Regions from separate parts of the Zea mays genome. Here region 1 is linked to region 2. The links are chromatin contacts, called in public Hi-C maps. All regions are on one chromosome and are shown on one strand. Each heading gives the region's core, a stretch centred on a gene start, on an enhancer-like site or on the middle of the called end of the contact. The rest is flanking DNA. Distances are from core to core; before and after follow the strand shown.

Region 1 (4,156 bases), core at 723-3,222, 310 kb before region 2:
TTGGAAATCATGGAGCCTTCACCATGATAATATCTAGTAGAGCTTTCCTTTCACAAAAGAAATGGCTATGAGAATAGCTAATTTGTCTAACTCCAGCAAATACTCGTATTTGTAAGTAATAATAATACAACAGTTTATATAGTACGTAGTTTGAGATTGTTTTGGCTTGCTTGCTTTGTTATATTGCTTATATATTACATTTTATTGTCCAGATTTAGAATTGTACTAAACCAACATTTACATATACATTCTGTAGCTGTAATGTTGGAAATTGGTATTTCTGTTCTGTTGATCCAGTAAAATATTGAAGCTCATTCCATGCTAACTGATGCTTCTTGTGATTCCAGGTTATGGGAGCAGCCACGGCGGGGGCCACGGGGGCCACATGGGGACGGGGGCAATGCTAGCGGGAGGTGCTGCCGCGGCCGCTGCCGCTTATGGAGCACACAAGCTTTCTCATGGCCATAGCGGACACGGTGGACATGGGGCCTTTGGAGGCTATGGTCACGGTGGTTACGGCCACGGGTATGGTGGCCACGGCAAGTTCAAGCATGGTCACGGCCACCACGGCAAGTTCAAGCACGGGCACGGCAAGTTCAAGCATGGCAAGCACGGGCACGGCATGTTCGGCGGCGGCAAGTTCAAGAAGTGGAAGTGATGTGCCCTCCATGGTTGATCGTAGCTGAACTCAGGCTTCCAGGACATGTGTTGCCAGTAATACCTTTTCAGCGTTACTCATCCTTCATCTGTATTTCCAGTAATCCAGCTTGTGGCGAGTGACATAATGCTAATAAGTGACATAAATAACCATTTGCTGATATGCTGTATATGTTGGTCTTGTGGATGGAGCGCTCTGAAGATTATATCCATTGCCAGTAATAAATCGTGGCTTTATCTGACCAATCGATTTCGGTACGTTGTTGCTGGTGTCTGAAAAGACGTGTTGATCTGATGACATCAACCGTTTCCCTGCTTGCCTGAGGCTCTGAGGCTGAAATAGTAGATCGAGTCATGTCTCTAAATTCTGTTCTTATAATGAAAATCATGCAGTGGGTATGAGCATAGTTTAGGTAGAGTTTGGTTCTCTAAATTCTGTTCTTATAATGAAATCATGGAGTGGGTATGAGCATAGTTTAGGTAGTGAGTATGAGCATAGTTTAGGTAGCATTTGGTTTCAGAGTCAATTGGAGTGGTTCTGTCCAGGATATTTTGAAAAGATGGTTCAATATTTAAGCATAATTTTTATTTTTTAAGTTTCATATATAATCAATTCAAACAATACTAAATTGAGGACAAAATAGCTCTATCCTATCATAATACAAACCAATCAATAATTTATAGAGAACGAAAGCTGCATCGCGCATGAAATTCATGGGAGCCATGTTCGCTGTGGTTACTACAATATTTTGTCTTTATCAATTACAATTATAGTAGTCTAAGGGTATGTTTGGTTTAGCTTTTAATTTTGGTTTTTGCTCCCTAAAAGCTAAAAGTCAAACCAAAGGATTGAATACAATAAAGAGTTTTTTTTTAAAAGCTGACTTTCTCGTAGTGCAAAATTTAAAGCACCTATAGACCTGATTTTAGTGGCTTTTGGATGGAACCGTGAAATATATATCAAAAAACATTTAACGATTTTTAATGGTTTCCACCAAACGATTTTAGCTTTTTAACAGCCCGCATCAGTTTTTTCACATGTCGTAGCTCTTCCACAGTCCATAAATCGCAGCTATGCAGCCGAACAGATGCGGCCGTTGGCCGCACTGCTGTGAGGTGTGACTTTGAGGGCAGAAGTATTTTCGTAAAATCGCTTCCCATATTGATATTGTGATGAAGCATAAATATGTTTTCTCCTAAGACAATAAATGGCACAAGAATTACATGTTTCGATCCGGGTCACTGCGCTGTAGGCCCGGCTGGTGATGTGGGGCTCGGTTCGGTTCTTCGTCGCGTTGCTTTCTTCCTTTCCTCCCCTTCCCCTCCCACGCACGCCGGTCGCCGGCACGCGCTCGCGACGCGCAAGTCGCAGGTCGCAGCAACCGTAACGCGCCCCGAGCCCGCATGGCGGCCTGACTCGGCGCCACGCGTTTGCTCCTCCGGCCACCATCCTGGCTCCTTCCTTGTCGCCGTCTCCTCGGCTATATAGCCGCCAGCCTGGGGGAAGGAGAACGGCCAAACCAGCACCCGCCGCCCACAGGAACATCGCCGCCCGAGATCGGCTGCATACCTGTTCTGCTTCTGGGCGCCGGAGTTCGCGTCGTCGGCTCGTCGTTCGGTATGCTCAACTCTCCTCCCACGTTGGTCATCTATACTATACTCCCACCTTTGTTGTCTCTCTAGTATCTATATAAATACCTTCGCATAATTCGGTTAGATTTATTGTTTTTGGTTCCACGGGTTTAGGGGTGCATCCGGTCCGGTGCGTGTAGATCGTTGGTTTTTGCTCGTCACCACGTAGTAGAGTTCTGTGGATGGTGTGTGATCTGCCGGTCTGAAGTTCGTGGCTGCACTTGTGAGGATGTTCCGAATTAACGCTCCCCTGTTTGATCGACTGTGTGATGGTGGAGGGGAAATTTACCGTGCGTACAGGATTTTTATGGGGTCAAGCAATGATTAGGGTGGATGATTAATTGTAAATTAAAATGTTTTATCGCTGTAATTTGGGTGGCCAGTAGACCCTACCTTTTTTTTGTGGGGGGTGGCCGGGTGGGGGGGTGGGGAGAGAAGTGTAGCGGTTAGGGTGAACTATTTATTATATATGATAACAAGGAGAGGAGTATAACATATGCAATCAGTTATACGTATGGCCGATGCTAGCATGTTCAAGTGATGTGCAGTAGGAAATTGGAATGATCCTCCACCGTTATACGGGTATCTTTTCAGTTTCCTACTGCATATCATTCCAACTGCCTACATCACATAACTTTTTTCATTCTCATTGAATGATGTGGCATATCAGTGATCTAGATGATGTGGTAAAACAATTAATGAAGAAAGAGATGAAATGAGTTTCATGTGATGAAGCTATGTCTACACTATTATCTAGACATATTGTCTATATATGAAATCGCACGGAAAGAAACTCTCTATTGCGAGAGACTATTTTAACAAAGATTTCATTCCTTTCTTGTTTACATGGCATCTTAGAAATACAAATATGATACCTACCCACTGAGAACCAATGAGAATAGCCTAAGGGTCTTGTGGATTTTGAAAAGGTTGTTGTGAGTTGTGGATTGTGGAAAACAAGGGCGGACTCATGGCCTAGCGAGCGTGGGCACTTGCCTAGGCTCATCCATTAGTGCAAATAGACTTATATATGTGTACCAAGCAATAAAATGCAACTAAACATAGGCAAAAACTGGGCAAGACGATATCTTTATAGTATGAGTATTATATTTTCTTAGGCTTTTGAAGATTTCTGGGTCTTCCACTCTTCCACGGGTGGAAAAGTAGCCGTGGGTTATGGAATGTGCGAAAGTTAAGAATCGTTTGGTTCAATAGTTGTGGCTTCTAAAAAACTGCCGTTAGCTTCACTCAGTGACAAGTGGACCCTGTCTGTCTTGTCTTCTTCCTCCGGATGGATCCTTGACCAAGGTCGTGCTTTCTCGCGATGGTGGACCCAAGCTCGCCTGCTGTGGCAGAGGTCATGCTCGCCCTTGGCGACCAACCGAGGTGGTGGAGCGCTAGACGAGGAGCTTGGTTGCATGAAGAATAGATGTGTGTAGGTAAAATGAATCATTATCTTCATAACTATTGGCAGTGAGTAATGGCAACGACTACTGTGCAATTAGGTCTTACTTGCACGCTTGCACGCTTGCACATGAGGCCTGATTGCACATTTCGCTTGCACATGAGGCCTGATTGCACATTAATCGTTGTCGTGAGTAATTTTACGTATTTTCCCAACTTCACAGTCAATGAAAGAAGTGGAAGTCTGTTATGAAAGTTGTACATGTATTAGCTAAAAGCTGCCTTTTGCTTTGGCTTTAGATGGGAGCCAACCTCTTTGGTTGGCTTTTTTTGCTTTTTTAAAAGCCAAAGCAGTTTGAAAAGCCTAACCAAAGGGGCCTAAGGATCGATTGCCTCGTCATGTAGTCCGTGTTGCAATGCACAATTAATTATCATCTCTTAGATCAGATAAATCATTTTTTTC
Region 2 (4,117 bases), core at 1,218-3,717:
AGGACATAGGGAGTATTAGACATTGCATAGATATTGTTCTTTAACCCCTTTATTTATATGTCATGGTTTTTTGAATTTATGTTGCTAAAATGTAAGGAAAGCGAAAGTAGGAGGAAAGGGAGAGTTAGCATTGAAGTAAATTTAGCCACATTAGTAAATGCACATAAATGGAGAAATGGTCACTGATACACACCTATAAATCAGATGGCACGCGCATATGTAGAAGAAATAGCACATCCATAAATACTATCCGACTACATATGAGTCATTATTATGTATTTAACCTAATTATTTGTAGGATTCTTTATTTGAATTTTAACTAGATAGAAAGACCTTTAGAGTATAAGCAGACGATATACGCATGTAAAGAAGAAATAGCACATCCCTAAATACTATTGTACTACAAATGATTCATTATTATGTATTTAACCTAATTATTTGCAGGATTCTTTATTTGAATTTTAAGCTAGACCTTTAGAGTATATAATAGATGTTCTCTATTAAGGTAAAGAAAACATTGTTAATAAGAGAACACCTTTTATTTTTTGTTTCAGCCGTTTTAAAAAATAAAATCATAATGTCGTGGAAACTCGAGATGCACAAAAGTGGTGTGTGGCACATCACCCGCGCAGCACTCTTGTCTCCACTCTCCACCAAAAAGCTACTGCTACTCGTAGCAATACATACAGATAGACAAGGAGTACATAAACATAACAATACACCAAACATGAGAAGACAACTGTGTGATAATATTCTATGCGTCGCTACAAAATCATAGGTTCGAGAACGACTAAATTCAGAGTTATAGTAAAAAAAGATATGGTTTTCAAGTGTTTTAGGTGATTAAGCAATAAACTGTTATTATAAATTATGTGAGAGAGGTTAAAGAAATAACTAATTCAGCCTTAATCTAAATCAAAACTTGATTAAGGTCATACTTTAATCAGTTTATAATCGTGGACAGATTACCTTGGATTATAAAGGTTAATTTACTATACTTAATTATAAAGGTATGTGATATAACAAAATAATGTTCGCTACTGCGCAAAAAAATTTATCATGAAACTAACACAACTTAAATGGGTCAAAAAGGAGCTAAAGTGAATTAGTTATGCATTTCCTAAGGTTTTTAGAATTACTATTTCATTAAAAATCATTTTCGAAGTAATTTTATCAATACCTAGGAATTTATGGACAGTGACCACAATTTCTTTGCAATCTAGGGTCTACTTTGTAAATTTTAGGACCTGGCTGTAATGTTCCGGGCACTACCGTGGATCGTGGGTTGGTTCTATGGAAGCCCATGGGCTCATATGCAAAGTTGCCTGGCGGGTATCGGTCAATATGAACCGCCCAGATCAGATCGACGGCCAAGATCATAACTCCATAAATCCGAACGGGTACGCGATGATGCCCCTCGGATCCAAATCCCATGGCCCAGATCTTAAGTCATCATCATTAAATCTCGCTCGCACCCACGTCGATCAACGACCCAGATTAAATCTCCCATAGGGCCCAACCAGTTCGTTAGCTTAACCGTCGGATCAAGATCATACGGTCCACGCATCCCCAGCTGAAACGTTATTTCATATTCTAATCTGACCCTCCATCTGAAATCCAATGGACATGTTTTCCCCTAGCCAAACTGTTTCGCCGATCAAATCTTCGCCGTCCGAGATGGATCCAACGGCTAAGGCCGTTTCTCCCCCAACGCAACGCCAGCCCACGACGGTGCAACAGGGCCATGGCGACGACGCACCAGCGCAAAGCGTTCTAGGCGCTCGAAGCACTATCATCTAATTAAAGCGGTGCAACATGTAGAGGAGCAGCTAGCGAACTTATTCGAAGTTACTCACCGGTGGAGAAGGTGTCGAAGGAGCTCGGCCACGGTAGGAAGCGGACGACATTGAAGGAAGAGGTCCGGTGAGCGATTTAGGTGAGTCGGAGTACAATTCCGCCCAGGTGTTGCTACGACGAGCTTCAACATGCCCCGACGATCGCCCATGACCAACTATTGTACCCCGAGCGTCGTTGTAGGCGGGCGCCCCGTCGGCGGATTTCTGCCCTTCCCACCATGTGTTCTGCTCGGCGACTGGGATCCCCGAGTGAGCTATGACCACGAGGTACGGTGAGGCGTGTGTGGTATGCGGCCTTTATACCCGCAGGAGGATCCTAACAACCCCCACCCGATCCCAACGATCTCGGCGATGGCTACGGGACGTAACAATTCCGAGCTATAAAATACATGCGCGCGCGGGATAAAGCCCCTAGTGATATTCCCCCATATGGCGACGATGTTTTCGAATCGAATGACCCAGGCTGGTGGGACCGGGTCACTAGCCATGGAACCTGGCGATGACCATGATTCCGAGTCGTCCAAGCGGAAGGAAGGAGATAGATCTTACGATTAGGGCCCAAGGGTCAGTGACCGAACGCGGGTGGGACGGTGTCCTGGATAGTGGGGTCATCCGGTCAGTCTCTGTGGGGGAGGGGAACACACGCGCAGTCGATCCGGCGTGGAAAAGGAAGGGTGGGCCGAGGCGTGGAGAAATTTGGCCCACATTTTCTTTTCTTTTTTATTTTATTTTCTGGTTTCTATTCTATTTCAATTCCAAATTTAAACATTAGTTCTAGTTCCAATTTTAAACTCAATGCACAATCAAAATCTCCAGCATGCCAATGCAAAGTTTTTTCTTTATTTATTTGTTATCTTATTATTTTCCTTCTCTTAACAACTGTTTTTAATATGAAATTAGTATTCACAAAAATACTATTTTAAGAAAACTATATCTAATATATCATCTTAAATATCTTAGTGAATAACAAAATAATTTTATTTGTGTAAATATCTCTTATTTATTCCCATGTTTTCTCTTCTAATCCAAATCCTTTCTTCGCAGAATTTTCTAAACTACCAAAACATGATTTTAGGTGTTAAGTGAACTTTGAACCCAAACTGGAATTAAAATTCAAAATAGAAATCTGAATTTTGATTATGAAAGGGAAATATAAAAGAAAGCAAAAAAGAAATGAAAAAAACAAATCGCTTATGCCAAGTTGGCTCATCTCTGGCCTAGCCCCCCTCCCCCCGCTCTTAGGCCACCGCGGCCCAACTCCACCTCACGCGCGTCCTGGCTCTGACACGTTTGGCCCGCACGCCAGCCACGCTCCGCGCTCGTGTATCCTCCCTTGCTCGCTGATATGTGGGCCCTTGCGGACAGACCGTCCTCTTGTCAGTCGCAGTGCTCCCGCAAGATTCACTCGATGACACGTGAGGACCACCGTTCGGACTCCCCGTGGCGTGTGCATGGCCGTATCACCTACACATGGGGCCCCCTCACCAGACTCATCTCCCTCGCGCGTAACAACCTCACCGTATTCGCCGCCATAACAACCCGGAGGATAATTGTGGCCATGTTACTGTCACACCCGGTTTTAGAAGGCAAACCGAATGCGAACCATGTACGTGCCAGGATCAGTTATTCACGTACACAGCAGTTACATAACATGGACATCATCACAGTGCTCAAAATAGTATTAAGAAGGGAAATAGTCGATTACATCATACGTCTGAGACGTCCATATAGTCCTTACAATAAATCAAAGTGCGGAAAAGAAACGTAGATAACCGCGGCCTTCATAGGCAGCCGACTGGGGGTTGCCGCTAACCCACACCTAGAACTCGTCGTAGTCTTGGAACTCCTGGAAGTCTCCTTCCACAGCTTCATCTTCGCCTGAGCAGTGGTTGCAATGCTGACAACCTGGGGATGGGGGGGGTTTGGTGTGTAGAGCAAGGGTGAGTACACATTAATATACTCAGCAAGTATCCTGTTTGGCTGTAGTGGACTAGCTGTATGTGGGGATAAGTCAAGCAGTTGCTTTTAGTTGGTCAGATTATTACTTACTAGTAGAAAGCCAAGTTTTAGCATTAACCCAAGTTATTAACCCAAACGTACTCCTTTCCAAACGGAAAGAGTACCACTTACCAGCACCATAGTCATAACCAAAACCATCAATCTCATAACCACCTGTACCAAAGTATCTCTGATCAAGTACCACTAATCACTGGAGCTCCCTTGGCCGTTCATAACCGCGAGCACGGCTGATATATCAGTTT

What was found. A called contact is a pair of places that touch in the nucleus more often than the background predicts.
Region 1: a Hi-C map of bundle sheath shows a contact between it and region 2, with 4 times the contacts expected there. The contact joins the promoter of LOC100273398 here to the enhancer-like site in region 2. A contact is called at or near these places in 4 of 25 Hi-C or Micro-C datasets (bundle sheath, endosperm, leaf and 1 more).

The regions. Positions count from the first base shown.
Region 1 is chr6:38,068,947-38,073,102 of Zm-B73-REFERENCE-NAM-5.0, reverse strand. LOC100273398 (glycine/proline-rich family protein) reads left to right here and starts at 1,972. Exons shown (of 3, transcript NM_001147835.1): 1 at 1,972-2,275. It overlaps LOC100283877 (glycine-rich protein A3), which reads left to right. Exons shown (of 3, transcript NM_001156775.3): 3 at 348-899. The coding sequence ends at 658.
Region 2 is chr6:37,758,456-37,762,572 of Zm-B73-REFERENCE-NAM-5.0, reverse strand. No RefSeq gene overlaps it. Among protein-coding and RNA genes, the nearest start is that of LOC103630966, 44 kb to the left of the region's middle. Within about 2 kb of position 2,467, at least 17 of the 20 cell types and tissues checked have an H3K27ac peak or open chromatin away from gene starts, as enhancers often do. A contact at or near this core is called in bundle sheath, leaf and tassel, where this site is marked.